Linked DNA regions of Hordeum vulgare: region 1 is linked to region 2. A link is a contact called in public Hi-C data. All regions are on one chromosome and are shown on one strand. The core of a region is the stretch at or near the end of the contact, and the rest is flanking DNA. Distances in the headings are between cores, read along the strand shown.

Evidence for each region. A called contact is a pair of places that touch in the nucleus more often than the background predicts.
Region 1: a Hi-C map of seedling shows a contact between it and region 2, with 3 times the contacts expected there. The contact joins the promoter of LOC123443830 here to the promoter of LOC123443829 in region 2. A contact is called at or near these places in 3 of 6 Hi-C or Micro-C datasets (leaf and seedling) and 1 of 1 datasets of contacts at active chromatin or transcription factors (embryo).

The regions. Positions count from the first base shown.
Region 1 is chr3H:349,078,581-349,081,736 of MorexV3_pseudomolecules_assembly, forward strand. LOC123443830 (serine/threonine protein phosphatase 2A 55 kDa regulatory subunit B beta isoform-like) reads right to left here and starts at 1,313. Exons shown (of 14, transcript XM_045120358.1): 1 at 1,023-1,313. The coding sequence starts at 1,143.
Region 2 is chr3H:348,940,078-348,943,291 of MorexV3_pseudomolecules_assembly, forward strand. LOC123443829 reads right to left here and starts at 1,449. Exons shown (of 3, transcript XM_045120356.1): 1 at 1,349-1,449; 2 at 1,026-1,219. The coding sequence starts at 1,207.

The DNA of each region.
Region 1 (3,156 bases), core at 63-2,562, 140 kb after region 2:
TGAACTAGGTGCTAGTGCTACAGACCAACATAATGGAAATGACCAAGCATTTAAAAATCCATGTGGCTTACAAATATGACTGTCAGAAGCAGATATTGAAATTAGCAATTAAGATTAGAGAACAAAGCAACGCAGGCAACATTTTCATGTTCAATCAAGAGCTTAACTTTCTTTTCCCTAAAAAGGGTTTGACCTTTTAGGTGTATATGCCAAGTGACACTGCACCGAGCTAGATTGGGATAGATGAACAATAATCAAGTATGAAAATGTAAATGAACAGAAATAAAATCCATTCATACACGTTCCAGTGGGCGTCCATCTTTGTCTGAAAATCATGAATTCTGTGTTGGGATTTTTTTTATTGTCCGCCTACCGTTTCAAAAAAACAATAAGGCGTACGCTCAAACCCAAGCTCTATTGTATTGTATATTATCTTATTTCATAGCACTAAGCTTACATAATAAGTACAAGAACAGACAATCATGATTGTTGGTCGCTCGCTGCACGACAACATGCATTTGTCTGGCCAAAGTCAGTTGCCAACCTAAACACACAACCGTGATAACTTATTACATATACACAATCCAACATATGGTATTCAGCTTGACTCTTATATGACACACTCTACCCTTTAATGGAAAGACCTTGACTGCTCCACCACCTTGACTGCTCGACCCAATGGCACGGTGCCTACACATTTACTACGTACCAGTGAAAACTACCTACACAGCATCAACAACAGGAATCATCACTGATCTGGAGGGGACGAAGCAACAAATCCCACGTCCCCAGTACCAAAGCATCGAGCTTTGGAACAAGACATCCGGAGCCACCTCTACAGCGGGCGAGTTCGTGGGTCGATCCGCGCAGGAATCACCCAACCATCGCATGATAAGCAGCCATTCACGGCTCCTAGCCTCATACCCAGCTCGGGAGCAGAGAAACACTAAGATCCAGCTGGTACCAGCGACGAAGAAACCAAAGGGAGGGACGATAGAGAGCAAAGAGGGGTCGATCGGTACCATCCTGGACGTCCTCGCCGGCCCCACGCTCGCCAAAGACCTGCGAGAACCTCCAGTCGAGCGGCGCCTGGGGGGACGGGGCCAGGGCCTCCGTGGGCTCGGGCGCCGCTGCCCCGTTCATCGTGTAGGGCTGGATCGGACAAGTGGGCGCGGGCGTGGACGGGAGGAGGCGGGGCGGGATTGGTGGCGGGGTTCCCCGGCGACGGCGAGGGGGGGGTGGCGCGATGGTGCGGTGCTACGCGGCGGGTGTGGCGAGGCCGGCGAGGGTTTGGGGTTTCATGGGGCGAAATGGCCAATAAGAAAGGGAGATTGGGAGAGGGGAGGGTGGTGGGGGCGGGGGCGCATACGACAACCGGAGAGGGAAGGAGGAAACCAAAAGAAATTGTTTTCCCGATTTATGATGCAGTCATTCTTGGCGTCATGGGTTGCCATTGCCGGGAGCCCTGCCCTCGCTGCGACGACGAAAACATGGATGACGGAGCAATCGGGCATGCGTCCTCTCTCTCTCTCCCCCCTCTTTTTCTTCAAATAAAAATCTAAATACTTCCTTCGTCACAGTTTAAAAGATACGGTTAAGTTTACGTGCATTTTCATAATAGACAAGGTTTAAGACGCATTGCATGCATAGTGTAAATGTTATTTTTTAATCCATCTTACACCCAATCGATAACCATCTGGGTTTCAGAGAATTTTCAAGTATGTCTTCTAAACTGTGACAGAGTGAGTACAAAGAGAACTGATATGCCTAAGTAAAAGCCAAACTACCCCTTGAAATAGATTTCGGTCTCACTTTATAGGTAAAACAAACATCAAACCAAATACACGACTGAATGATACAAGGTGGTGATGTAGCCTTCAAACAATGTCGATCTCAAATTATCGTGGGAATCATGGTGAACTTTGCATTAAAGTTCATAGAGAGAGATAGTCATCTAGGTATTAGCTATGGACCCATAGGTCGATGCTAGACTATTCACACATCATCATAGGAGCAGAAAGGTTGATGTAGAGGTCCTTCATGATCGTTCTTCCTTCGACAGGACACCGGAATGGGACTCCATATGGGATCATGATGGAATAGAGATTTGCGGTGATGGAAAAAGTGTTTCGGGTGGCTCTCTCTTGTTTTCCCGATTTTAGAATATTAATAGAGGCGGAGTTAGGTCGGGAGGCGTCAGGAGGTGGTCCCAAGTAATCAGGACGCGTCATGTTGGCTTGGCACCACCCCGTGTAGTGTCTCTTCTTCCTCCAAAGCTTCGAGGTCTTATTTTTGTTCATAGAAAATCGTCAAAAAGTTTTGTTGCATTTGGACTTTGTTTAGCATTGATTTCGTGAAAAGTCAAAAACACACATAAAACATCAACTCACATTAGACACCGAGTTAATAGGTTAGTTTCCAAGTTTTTTTCAAAAAGAAAATAGGTTAGTTCTCAAAAATGGTATAAAACAACGTATAAATGCATAAAGTATCAAGAATGATAATATAATAGCATGGAACAATTAAAATTTATAAATACGTTGCAGACGTATCAATATCCTAAGCTTAATTCCTGCTCGTCCTCGAGTAAATAAATGATAAAAACAAAAATTGACGTGACACGCTGCTTAACATGTAATCTTTTTTTGGTATGATCATTGAGAAAAGATGAACTAATAAACATCAATATAGTAATATCCATAAACATAAATAACACAACTATTAACTTTCAAAATATACGACCCCTAAAGAATATTACTCCCCACTCATTTTATCATATTAACATGGCATGGCTCCGTATTCACCACATAAGTATAAATGGTGAGCACCGCGGTGTTAAGTCACGCAATTGGATTGTACTTCTAACACGCTTCAGCATTTTTAACCCCACTCAATACACGAGCGTGAACCATGGACACAACATATGAGTGGAATAGAATGTGTTGGTAGATATCAAAAGAAGTAAAGTGAAAAAGTAAGTCTCGCATCAACTACGAGGATCATCGGGCTATAGAGATGCCCATCAATCGATATCAATGCGAAGAGTAGGGATTGTCGTGCAACAGATGCACTAGAGCTATAATTGTATGAAAGTTCAACGAAAGCTAAGTAGGTATGCATATATCTTGCTTGCTCAAGAAGACCTCGGACATTTGA
Region 2 (3,214 bases), core at 199-2,698:
CGAATATCCTACATAGTAGATTGACTTTTATTTATGATATATCGACTTCACAAGAGACTATGATTTCACCTAAACAATCGTCCTTTATGCTACCTCTGTGATGTCTCCATGCAACATGGGTCAAAGAAAAATATACAAACATAGCAACAAAACAAAACTGCACAGGTGATCAGGCATAAGCTTGGCATATATTGTTTCCATTATTATGAAATCTCAAACTTGTGCCAACTCCAGGACATACATATTTCCCTCACACAAGTAGGTACCTTGCCTGACTTGCAGAATTGTGATTTATCCATTAAAACCAAATTATTGAACATTGCAGATCTTGCTAGATTGAAGTGACAGTTATCGTTTCAGGTAACAAAGATGCATCTCCATCCACATACAAAGTTTAGCAATCTTAAATAGTGTTCTACAAGAGGGTCATCTAGTTAGGAGTAAGGTGACACTGTCCCACCACGTACACCTAGCTGAATTGCTCTGTCCTGGTAGCTACCTAGAGTAAGCATCATGTAAACAATTAGCATAGTACCTGCCTAGCAAAGCATAAGCCCCGGATCACAGTAGAAAAAAAAAAACCCGGCTAACCGGAAATTGCTGATGTAGCAATGGTCTTCCCCCCAACCACTCAGATTTCAGCTACATTGTGGATGGCACATACAAGAGATCTCCAAAATTCCCGTATGATATAGAGTAAGTCATAATTCATAAATGGTGCAGCAAGTGAAGAACTACGCTCGCTCAATCACCCAATCACACGTGGCCCCTGCTATATATTGAACAATTATATCTAATTTCTGTAAAAAGTTAGTATCCACTATGCTCCTGTTCAGCTAGGCTAACTGAAGATATACGGGCAGCAACAGAGATGGTAGGCAATTACGGGGGAAACCTCAACCACACCCTGACCACCACCGTTGCTACGAGCACGAGCAGATCCAATGATGCTGCGCAACAGCCCCGATTGGAACCACACCACATGTACAGACGGTTGGACAAATATAATCGTTTAGGGGCTTTACCTCGCGAGGCGCGTGTAGAAGAGCTGCTTGGAGAGCTCCTGGCACTTCTCCACGGAGGGGGGCTGCACGACGTACTGCTTGTTCTTCTCCATCGCCTCCTTGTAGTAGGCGCCGCCGTGCTTCGAGGCGAATTCCGCCGCCTGCGCCGCCTTGGTCCGCAGCTGCGCGAGCCTCGCCGCCATCGCCGCCGGAACCTACGATGCGGACGCGAAAACGGATCAAACCGAAGGTATCAGATCTGGTTGCGCGGATCTATTGCCGGATTAGACTGAAGAGAGTGGTTGATCTGATAGGAGAAGCTAAGGTTTTGGATGGGAAAGTACCTTGACGAAACGTCGGCAAGAGGCGAGGAGGAGGTGAGGTGGGAGGAGATCGAGAGAGGGGGAGGGGGGGAGGGAGAGGAGGACGGCGACGGGATGGTAGGGGTGTGGGTGCTCAAGATTGGGAGGGGAAGGGTATTATTGTCAACTCCCTGGGTTTTGGCACGAGAAGTTGAGGGTATTATTGTCAGTTCACTAGTTTTGAGCACGGAAGTTGTTTAGGGCATCTCCCGGCAAACCGGACACCGCTTTCGTCTGCGGACACGAGCGAATTAGTCAGTCCATCGCTTCGTTTGGATCCTAGGTTAGAGTTGGTTAAATCTGCATATTTGTTAGAATGAAACCATAAACATGAAGGTAAGTGAAGACATGCCAGTGGGATGGATCGTTCAACAGTAAATCCTACTTGAAAAAAGATCTGGAAATTATCTTGCCCGGCAAAAGTTTAAGATTTTCATCTGGCATACACTACATGGCACTCTTCCTTGTCGTGCTACGCTTGCAGATAGGCATATGAAAGTTTCACCAATCTGTTCTCAGTGTTTTGAGTGTCTTGAAGATACTAAGCATTTGCTATTTCAGTGCTCTAAATCACAGGAAGTCTGGAAGAGATTAGGAATGGATGATATTATTGAGAAAGCTTGTGAGATTGATAGGGCTGGTGAGGCGGTATTGCAATATTTACTGCTTTTACCTGACCAAGAATTGAGGATTATGGGACGCCATAACGTTCGTGAAATGATAGCAATTTCTGCATGGTATTTATGGTGGAAAAGGCGAAAGCTGGTGCATAACGAGAATACTCAGGATGTGCGTATGATATCTATGGGTATATTGGCTCTAACAACAAATTTTGTCAATGCATCATCCCCAAAGGCATCCATTAGAAAAGAGGGATGGTCCCATCCACCTAGGGGTTTTGTAAAACTTAACGTCGATGCTTCTTTTGATCATGATCTGTTACGGGGTACGATGGGGCGGTTCTTCATGATGGTAAAGGAAATTTCATTGCAGGGGGTAATAGCAAGATTGACCACTGCTCGGATGTATTGATGGCTGAAGCAATGGCTCTCAGATTTGGTCTAACTCTAGCGCAAAAGGTAGGATGTAATCGTCTTATTATCAACTCGGACAATATGGAGGTTATTGAGTCAATGAAGGAAGGAGGACGATCTGCGGGAGCGGCGGCGACAATTTTTGATGATTGTTTCCATTTTTCTTGTGATTTTGTTGCTAGTAGATTCGAACATTGTAATAGAGAGGCTAATAAAGTAGCTCATGAATTTGCTAGATTAGCTAAATTTTCTAGGGCTTCTGACTGGTTTGATGAACCACCAGATGAAGTTGTATCGATTCTTTTAAACGATGTTTTGATTATATCTAATGAATAAAGATCTTGTTTTCCTCAAAAAAATAGAGTTGGTTAGATTGAACTCATCCAACCCTTAAAAATCCAAACATATGGGTTAGAGTTGGTTAGATGCATCTAACCCATCCAAAAAATCTAACCCATCTAAGGGGTGTTTTTTTGGTTAGAGTTATGTGAGACCCAGAAAAAGTTACTTTTCTCTCTCCCTCCATCACACAAAATCCTAGATAAGGGAGCTAAATGATTGAAAAAAGTGCACTTATTGACAATCTAACTCTTTCATCCAAACACCTCTTTGGTTAAAGTTAGTTCAGAGTTAGTCTAGAGTTAGAATCTAACTCTAACCTCTAACCGAGTTAGAGTATCCAAACAGGGCCCATGGACAAAGATGTTAAAGTCGATCATTTAAAATTAGCCGCGTACATTTTAAACCCGGTTTCAACTAACTAGATTAAAGCAACTCCAACGGATCAACCCAAACAGACAACGATTTTATCCGT